Linked DNA regions of Zea mays: region 2 is linked to region 1. Evidence: chromatin contacts called from public Hi-C data. All regions are on one chromosome and are shown on one strand. Each heading gives the region's core, a stretch centred on a gene start, on an enhancer-like site or on the middle of the called end of the contact. The rest is flanking DNA. Distances are from core to core; before and after follow the strand shown. Region 1 has its middle 59 kb from the start of LOC100282086. Region 2 holds the start of LOC100127519 (ZCN8 protein).

Region 1 (4,870 bases), core at 804-3,303:
AGTATAGGTCTAGATTTATTTATTTAATAAAATAAATAAAAGGAAAACCCTAGAGATTAAAGTGTATTTAATCTTGTGAAGATTAATAATGTGTATTACATGAATTTATCTCTGGTCTAACTTTTAGGTCACAGTAAAATAAATGGAACTAGGTTGTGTAATCATGGACAACACTTAAAGAATAATCTATTTCTAAACGAAAATTAGTTTATGTTATAGTTCATGTTATACTTTGATCTCATTATTCCTTATTTAGTATTGTGTCTTTTTAAGATGTATTCATATGTTTGTACATGTTTGGTGTGTTGTTCATTTGTACTTTCCAAATGTATTGAATGCATGCTCGCTTTATTTAGACAACGAGCAGCCCGACGTTCCCAAGTGTGTTGTTGGAGACCTCTCTCAGCAACAACCTGGTGAAGGAAAGTGTCATCTGACCTATCATGTCCTACATACTCTATAATTCACTGTCCCGCATTACTTTATGAAACCTAAGGATTGACTAGCTTTGTATTTACGTTATCCTTGTTTACCTTTTGGGTAATCATGGTTAGCATCTTGCTTTTGCTTTACTTTAATCAATGAACATGATGTGAACATTTATGATACGATATTGTTATCTTGATTATGCTGATGATCTTGTGATACTTTAGGGGCTCAGGCCTTTTTCCTGAGTACCTCTCCGTAAGGACCTGTTCGTGGAGTGACCACCCGGGATAACAGTGCAACCATGAGGGTGGAATGGGACGCCCTTAGCTGAATAATTAGATGAACCTGGGGGTGTAGTTGGCTTTGCCTGAGGGCCGTCAATTGGGGCCGGGGCGTAGTGCTCGCTCTGCCAAGGGGGGTGCAGAGGTTCATTCGATTTGGTTTTGTTAGTCACCCACCTTGGGGAGGTGTACTGCGTTTGTACAACTGGCGAAACCTAACGAGCAGCTATGCACTAGGGGAGTCTTTGTAAAGGCTACGTAGTGTATCCCTGGCCATTCACCTCGGTAGTGAAGATCGGGTCTGTACAACCCAGGCTGGAAAGGGATCACGACTCATGGGTAAAGTGTGCAACCTGTGCAGAGTGTTAGAAACTGGTATATCAGCTGAGCTCACGGTTAAGAGTAGCCTAGGGATCCTCTTTGATTAGAAGAACTTTGGATACTTTTATGTTGATGGTTAACAATGATGTTATAAAACTGATCTCTGGTATTTTCCTCTTTTGAGGGAGTACTTTTGGGTAATAACTGGGTTTATGACTAAAACTTGGCTCTACTAATAACAATAAATACTTGACCAACTAAAAGCAACTGCTTGAGCTTAACCCCACATAAAGCTAGTCCACCTCAGCCAAACGGGACATTTGCTGAGTACGTTGATGTGTACTCACCCTTGCTTTACAAACCACCTCACCCCAAGTTGTCCCCATTGTACTCAGTGCTCAGGAGGTGATGCTGGCAACATGGAGTACTTCGAGGAGTTCCAGAATTACGGCGAGTTTTAGTTTATCTTAGTGGCAAACCCCCAGTCAGTTGCCTGTGTAGGCTTATCATCTACGTTTCGTTTCTCCGCACTTTGATATTTATGTTAAAGACAATGGTTATATATTAGACTCTGTGGATGTCTTGGACATCTTGATGTAATTAAAGTACCTTTCCGCTATTTATTTCGAGCGTTGTGTGATGATGTCTAAGTATGTAATCGCTGTGTACGTGGGTTTCTGATCCTGGCACGTACATGGTTCGCATTCGGTTTCTCTTCTAAAAGTGGGTGTGACAATGTTCATACTAGTTTGATTATGATAGTTCATTATTCATGATTATGTTCATACAAGAGCATGTACTTGCAATGAATTTGTTCATGGTAGTCAGGGGTGGATTTACCGCCCAGTGACCATGGGCAGTCGCCTGGGCTTTAGGCATGTGCGTAGTAGAGTATGGATTCAATTTTAATGTGAAACATACAAAAATACAGAGGCAGAACCGCCAGCCATAGAGTGGAGGCCTAGCCACGATCCAACAAATAACCAAATCACAGCCCACTAACCCGATGACAGATGGCCCACGAATGGACTATTAGCCTAGCTTGTTGGATTGGACACATGCACGTGACGTACAACTCCTTGCCTCCTTGCTACAGCCTGCTCTTTGTCCCCTGACAACGATTCATCTCTTGTTTGTTGTTTCGACGGTGAGTCGGCGACACTCCCAATTCCACCTAAGGGCTGATTTGGTGCTTGGTGATCCCCAGGGAAAAAAATTCTCTTACTATTCAAAATTGAATTGCAAGGGAATTCCTCCCCATGGATCCCCTCGGGATCCCTAATCACCAAATCAGACCTAAATGTTGGGCTGCTGGGCAAGATTGGCAGTGGGTTGTTCGGAGGTGGCCGTTGGCGAACCGTGAGATTGTGGCCGAGCCGACAAACCACTGTTGCTGCTGGCTGCTGTAAAGTCTGCAAATGCAAGCACAGCAAGTCGACGAAGTCGTCGGGTAAAACTGAGGTAAAAAATAATAGTAGATTTTTTTGCATAAACTTTATTAAAAATAGATCATTTGCAATGTCAACTTATTTGTGTCAAAGATTTGAGATGGGAATTTTTATTGTGAATTTCATGAATCAAGAATGAGGCGATCCTTAGTTCATCTACGAAACCATGGCAGTGGACCTGTGCCTGCTAATGCTATAGGAACTCGGGATGATCCTCATCCACATCAAAACAATAACATGGGTAATATTGAGTTCAATCCAGATGAGATTATATGTGATCCTGCTCTTAGAAAGAAAATTTATGAGTATGCTATTGAAATTCAAGATCAAGTTAGAAGGGCATATATATTGAAGGGCCCAACACAACCTTCTTTGAATATTCCCTTTACACAATTTGGATGTGATTTATGAGCCTTTTCCTTATACTGGTATAAGAAATATAATTGGCTAGAATACAGTGAATCTACTGAAGCTGCATTTTGCTTTGATTGCTTCCTATTTAAGCAACCTGGAAGGGCATAACACTTTAGCTATGATGTGTTTGCTAAAAAAGGATTGACTGACTGGAAACATGCATATAAATCACTGCCTCAACATGTTCGTGGTGTAGGTAGTGCTCACAATCAGTGTGTTCAGAAATGCGATGATTTTAAAAATTAGAGATAAAGTGTGGCAAGTGTGGTTGCTGGTGCTAGACAGCTAGCAGAAGAATTGTACCAAATCTGCTTGAGTTCTACTCTTCTATGTTCAAGTTATCTCTTAGGGCAAGGCATGGCTTTTTGTGGACATCATGAATCCTCTACCTCTTTAACCAGAGGTAACCTTTTAGAGTTGATAGACTGGCTCAAAGATAGCAATGAAGAAGTGAGAAACGCTTTTGACCATGGTGGATTAAATTGTAAAATGACTTCCCCTGATGTTCTGATGTTCAAAAGGATCTTGCAAAAACTTGTGTAGAAGAAATAACTGACATGATTATGAGATCTTAGTGATAGACATTTTGCCATACTTATTGATGAATCATGTGGTATATCGGTTAAAGAGAAAATGGCAGTTTTTTAAGGTTAGTAGCAAGTTTATTATGTTATTTCATATTATTACACTATTGAAACTTCATCTTTATTAATACTTTTTTCTATTTTAGATATGTGAATTCTCAAGGGAACGTTAAAGAGCGATTTCTTGCTCTTGTACATGTGACTGACACTAGAGCAGATGCATTAAAGGGTTTTTTTTATTTGGTATTCTTGATCGAAACAAATTATATAAATTGCATAACAAAATTTCTGATGATTGGTTTAACAACTTGATGGTATGCTACATTGAACGTGAGCTATATAAGTCACTTGATGAAGATATCATTCTTCGACGATTTCAAGGCTTGAAGACTAGAGAAATGCAGTTGCCTCGTAACCGTAGGCTTGAATAGTCATAACATTTGTGGTATATTTTATTCTCTTTCACTTCCATGTCTATATTTTTATAATATAAGATAAACTAATCCATATTTATATTTTTAGGTTAATTTTGGAGGTGAGGTTTAACTATGGATTATCTCCAGGACTCCAGGCTTTGCTCTTGTTTCTATTACCCATCAACCAATAATATATTTTTTAATTCCGCATTTTAATCGTTCAATATTTTGTACTATTTGTATTGAACCATAGTTTGGACGAAAACTATCACAATTATCAACTTTGCTTATATAATATAAATAATTTATGTGTGTGTTAGTTGTGTGTAGGCTTACGGCTCGCCCGGGCTCTAGGAACTTCCTAGCTCCGCCACTAACACTAGTTCTTCATTCCAGCATGAATTTTCTCATGTTCATTGATCGTTCTTTGATTAGTATGCTTATGTTCATATATGTTCATCATCTAGAACTAGTTTGATCATATCAGTATTTTGGTTACAAAGTCTCTATGTTTGACTTATTCAAAAGTGTAGTTATGGTTTTTGACCCATGCTACAGTGTTAATTTAGTGAGTCTTTCGTTTGCTCTTATTATTTTTAAGAGAGTAAGAGTAGTGTCCACTAGCCTAATTTTGTATTTAGATTAGTGGACACCATCAAGGGTGTGCATAATCTATAATCCTAGGTGTTATATATGGTCATTAGCACTAATCTTGCATCATAAGCTAAGATAATAAGGGTTATGGCAAGATAATTTTTAAGGAAAAACTCAGAAATATGTGTAAGCACAAACAAATTGTAATAAAATGAATAATAAAGTTTGGTGCACTTAACTAGAAAATAACTCAGAACTGAGGAACTTGATGAGACCTTAGTGTAAGTAAAATGGATTGAGGTCCATTGATAGTTAAAGTTGTGGGGTTTGATGATCAACACAACCTTTTGGACTAACATTATTTGTTGGTGTCTTTTGTTATA
Region 2 (4,870 bases), core at 1,079-3,578, 90 kb after region 1:
CTGTTCCTGAGTGAAAAATCACATGCTATTGACTACTTAGTACTGACACTTGGTTGCCGCACGTCAGACTCTTATATGGAGACTTTACAGATGATGATGATGAATTGATGAGGAGGCAAAGAAGAAGATAGATGAGCTGATCAAGGATATCTGTGGAATAGAGTTTGATATCACTGAGCTTGTGCTTTATAGAAGGATGCCATAGATATAAGCTTGGAGTCATGGGAATTGGTGGAGGTGTGCCATCTTGAGAAGAAGTGATTAGTTTCCTCTCCAAGGTGATTCTGCTGTAAGTTAATTCTGAGAATTTGTAATGCTTTATAGCGTCTTGTTGACTACTTTCTAAGCAACTGGGGCACAATACTTTGAATGTGAATAAGGTATAATGTGCTCTTCTGATTGGAGCAAGGAATAATATACACTATGTGATGCTGTGATTGTTTTCCATGAAATATACTTTGGATAATTCAGACTGCTGAGTTTGTTTAATACCTGTTGAAACAAGCAGGTACTCTAGTAAGATCCTGAGACTGTACTTGCTTCTCCAAGGAGAATACTTTGTCTGATTAATCATGGAACATACTAGTAATATTGTGCTATATTCTGCTAAGAGACTAAGCTCTCAACCTTTCAAGTCAGTACAATCATAGTTTGAGATACATAACATTCAGCATATAGAGGTGGTGCATTGATTCAATATAGTGCACATTATTGATGATATTTCTATAGTGTGACCATGCAGTGGCCTATGGTTTCTACTCTTCCCTAAACCTTCTTCCGCCGGATCCACCTTCCCTTTGACAGTTGAAATATGTAGCGGTGGCAATGCTGAGGTGATATTGCCGTGCAAAGCTTCTGCAGTTGAAGTTGTGGCGCATTTCTGGTGCAAAAACTGTCCCCCTGCCAAGTTGACGGAACAGCACAAATACCAGCCTGTGGATGCCAGATCTTGGGTCCGGCCTCTCATAAAATATTAGCTCTTGGCCTGCGAGAGCATCCTGACATTATATACTGAATAGTTCAAGGAGCACTGAAGTATGTGGAAGCGTCGTCATTTATTGTTTTTAATTCTTTCAATTTAGACAAAGAGAAGCCTTTAAATATAGCTCCTCTTGTTTGACAAAATTAATGGCTGCTTTGTTTCCAATATCGGTTTCAAAGTCTCAGGTAAAATCGAGTATGAAAAAACTATGTAAACTAAAAAGTGTACTTGAGTAACTTTAGTATGGCAACTGTAAATGAACCTTAGTTCTGCTGAAATTGACACCTCAAGGTTACCAACCAATTAAAGAACAAACAGGGGCACTGTGAATCATACGTATACCAGTTTATTACACTGTTAAATACTTGTTTGTGTTTAATATCGATAATCCAGTCTCTAGTAATGGGCTGGATTGAAAGTGAGTTCTACCAGATTGCTTCTTTAGTTATGGTACTAAGTTAGTGGATTTCATGATATTACTATGCATGTAAGCGGTAAGCTGCCATATTGCATTCACCTAACAAGTTGGTCTAGCATTCAGCCTATGGTTGCTGATTTCATGTATTAATTGCATCCTTATCTGCATCAGTTCAATGGTAGCCAATAGGTCTGAGAAGCAAGAAGAGACTACAACCTAAGCTCCACAGATACTATATTCAGCAGAAACACAATGGAATGACAGATAACTATATGCATTCTTACCAAAGTTGACACTAGTTGTTTCTGGAATATCTGTCACCATCCTACACAATAGTGGACCAATATCATAATAAGGCAAAGCGAAAAAGAACCAAATCTAGGAAGTGGAACATATTGCGCTTTTTTTACCAGTGCAAGTACTCCCTTAGTGATGGATGGCTTGGACTTGGGGCATCCGGGTCAATCAGTACCTTTTCAAGTCGAAGACAAACAAGTTAGCATATATACATGTTTATATACTGCAAGATTTAGGCATTTTGTTCTTATTAAATTTGTTCAAACTAATATTGATAAATCCATTACAAAGTGCATAATACTTTTATGTGTAACATACCAAATGAATTGGCATAAATTCTCCAAAATGGTATCATTATCTGTAAATTGCTTGGCTTACCAGGGTGTAGAAAGCCCTCATGTCACTGCCACCGATATCGACTCGTGGTTTACTTACAACCGCGGATGGCTTTAGCTCAGCACTTGGCAGAAGTAGCCTATTGTTGTACGTTATTCTTAGTGGAATGGTTGGTGTAAAGGGATCCAATACATCCTGTATGACACGAGCCATAACCAAATGATCGGTTGCTGACATATATTGCAGAAAAATAACTCGCTAATGGTATTGGCCGTTGCTCTTATTAGAACTCTCAACTTCCTCCCTATGGGACTGAGGAAGCTGCAGTCTGAGCATGAACTATTTATACTGGAGTTGAGGAAGGCTGTCTTATTCAACTTCTAGCATTTGAGATACCATTGTCATGTCATACGTCACCCAGATAGCTGAATTGTGCTTCTTTGCCAAATCATGATCTCTGTGGTGTTTCAGGTTGCATATATGCTTTAGCAACTTAGTTATTAACATTGCTGGGGTTTGCTGGAGTAATAAAAGCATGTAAACCACTGGCAGCTTTAGTGCAACCAGCTGTAGTGGTGTGAACAATGAGGTGCATTTTAGTACGTTTTGTTTTCCTTGCAAGAGCATATCAGGTTCGACATTTCCCTCTTCTAGTCTAGTCTGAAAATTTGTGCTGCATACTCAGTGCATGTTCTTCCAAGTAAACGCCATACACTGGCGTTGAGCTGTATTTCCACTTGTTGAGAACCCACATGCTGTACAGAAGATCTATGGACTTATACCATTTAAACCTAGGGATCACAGATAAATCACAGTAGGAATAACGAAACACGTCGCATTTGCAAGGCTGTGATTGTGAGGTTGGGTGCATTAACACCATGAATAAGTGGAATCTTCAGCTGATGCTGATGAGGTAGTTCTCGTCATGGAAGGGACATGACTCTTCTGTTATTACCGAAGGAATGGCTGGAGCCTTTTCTTTTGTTCTGTGCAAGTACTTCAAATCTGAGCTAGTTCGATACTAGTTACTGCCTTCTTTGTGGTCTATTTGTTGCATGGGTGTTGTTTCTTCATTTGAATTCAGAAATTGCAGATGTCGCAAAGTAAGAATAGGAAAAAAAATTACAGCTGAATTACTTGAGTTTAGACCAGGAAGGCCTGGGTGGCTGGATTGGGTAGTGGGTACTGGGTAGCAAGGCGGTGAGCCATGGCGTCTTAACATCATTTACAAGGGGAGACTTGCTTCTGACAGGGAGAGTATCTAGTACTCTTGTTGAAGCAGGTTAAATGCAATTTTAGATGTCACCTTACGAGCAAACTCCCTTAGAATTTTTGAACCCTTTGTTTTGTTCTACGCAAAGTTTCGCCAAATGTCTAAGGTAGTTGGTGTCAGACTGAATCTGATCCTTGGTCTTTGGTGGGTTTCTATTTCTTCAGTTGCATATGATTTTTTTTTCTTCTTCTTCGATGTGTGTTTTTTTCTCGGGTTTGTTTGAACATGTACTGCGGCATAATATTATGGAATTACTATATATACATTTGTTCCCTGGCTGACTTGATTTATATTTCTCTGTGTAGTGTAGTGTTATGGAGTCCAGCAGGAGGCAAACATGCCCGCATGGTAATTTTTATTTCTCATGATGCATTAGGTTCACCTAGTGAGCTACATCCGTAGGATGACTTATCTGTATCGACAGATTCAGATTTGGTTTACACACGGTTTCCTGGGCGCACACTGGAAGATGACTAGAGCTTTTTCTTCATTCCATGATAACTCGATAAGGATTCTAGTCTGTCCCTCTCGCTAGCAAAGTACGATCCAGATGTTCCTTGGTCACATGGGGGGGGCGGGTAAATGTGAATATATACCTTAGAAGCTTTTTACTCTCTGTCGAGTCGTCCTATGACACTTTTCTGTGGGTATGGTCGAGTGACTGGGGATAATATCTGATTTATTTATTATTTTATTTTATTTTTGCCAGATGCTGAAGCCGAAGGAGCGGTGCGCTCCGTACTCCTCGGTCAATATTAAACATGAGAAAAGAAGAAGCATATCTTCCCCGGAGATAACAAAAAAATGTTCGCAAAAGGCACGCGATCCAATACGAGAACACTCGGAACACTGCTTTTGTATATCTTTACTGAGTGGACGATATTCGCCTGCCCTTGTGATTCTCTGTTTTGCTCGAATGGAATGGAATGTACATAGCCTGGTGTAGGTTTTCTTGCACATGCTGGTCGTCTAGATAGCCATCGTCAGGATCATGTGTCGCTGGACTTGTAATGAAAGTATATGATTTTACTGGAGTAACAATGCCTCCTCTCGTAATGGAAGTATATGTAATGTAATCCGCTGGTGTTGTTTGCCAGCATTCCTGCGGCGCGGACTGTGGCTGTCAGGTCTGTGCGATGCTTCTACATTATTGGCGGGCAAAGCCACAGCGGCATCTATCTGTTGCATCCAGTGACCGTGATGCATCTGCCAAGGCCCATTCTTTTCCCGGGCCGACGTAGACATCGATCGCCTAGTTCTTTTTTTTTTTGTTTTTTGAAAGTTTGCATCGCGTAGTTCTTCTCCACTCGATCGTGAAAGGCTGGAAGCAGGTGCTGCGCTACGTACATGGCCGGTGGCATGACGTCGATACGAAATCCGTCCAGATTCCTTCTGCTGGCGCAAATGCCATTATTGACGGGCGCTTCCTGTAGCAAAACACAGTTTGAGCTAAATCGAGTAAATACTCGAATAGAAATCCGAATATAAGATACATGTTTATATTTAAAAATATATTTATCAGTATTTGTACTTGGATTAAAATATGGTAAAAAGTGATAGTCAA

What was found. Hi-C and Micro-C count contacts between places; a contact is called where the count stands out from the background.
Region 2: a Hi-C map of ear shows a contact between it and region 1, with 2.5 times the contacts expected there. The contact joins the promoter of LOC100127519 here to the enhancer-like site in region 1. A contact is called at or near these places in 4 of 25 Hi-C or Micro-C datasets (ear and leaf).

The regions. Positions count from the first base shown.
Region 1 is chr8:126,587,963-126,592,832 of Zm-B73-REFERENCE-NAM-5.0, forward strand. No RefSeq gene overlaps it. Among protein-coding and RNA genes, the nearest start is that of LOC100282086, 59 kb to the right of the region's middle. Within about 2 kb of position 2,054, at least 12 of the 20 cell types and tissues checked have an H3K27ac peak or open chromatin away from gene starts, as enhancers often do. A contact at or near this core is called in ear and leaf, where this site is marked.
Region 2 is chr8:126,678,108-126,682,977 of Zm-B73-REFERENCE-NAM-5.0, forward strand. It overlaps LOC100127519 (ZCN8 protein), which reads right to left and starts at 2,329. Exons shown (of 4, transcript NM_001112776.1): 1 at 2,076-2,329; 2 at 1,811-1,872; 3 at 1,685-1,725; 4 at 581-985. The coding sequence starts at 2,270. The coding sequence ends at 756. LOC103635847 (a long non-coding RNA gene) reads left to right here. Exons shown (of 5, transcript XR_004852027.1): 3 at 68-278; 4 at 3,617-3,654; 5 at 4,016-4,412.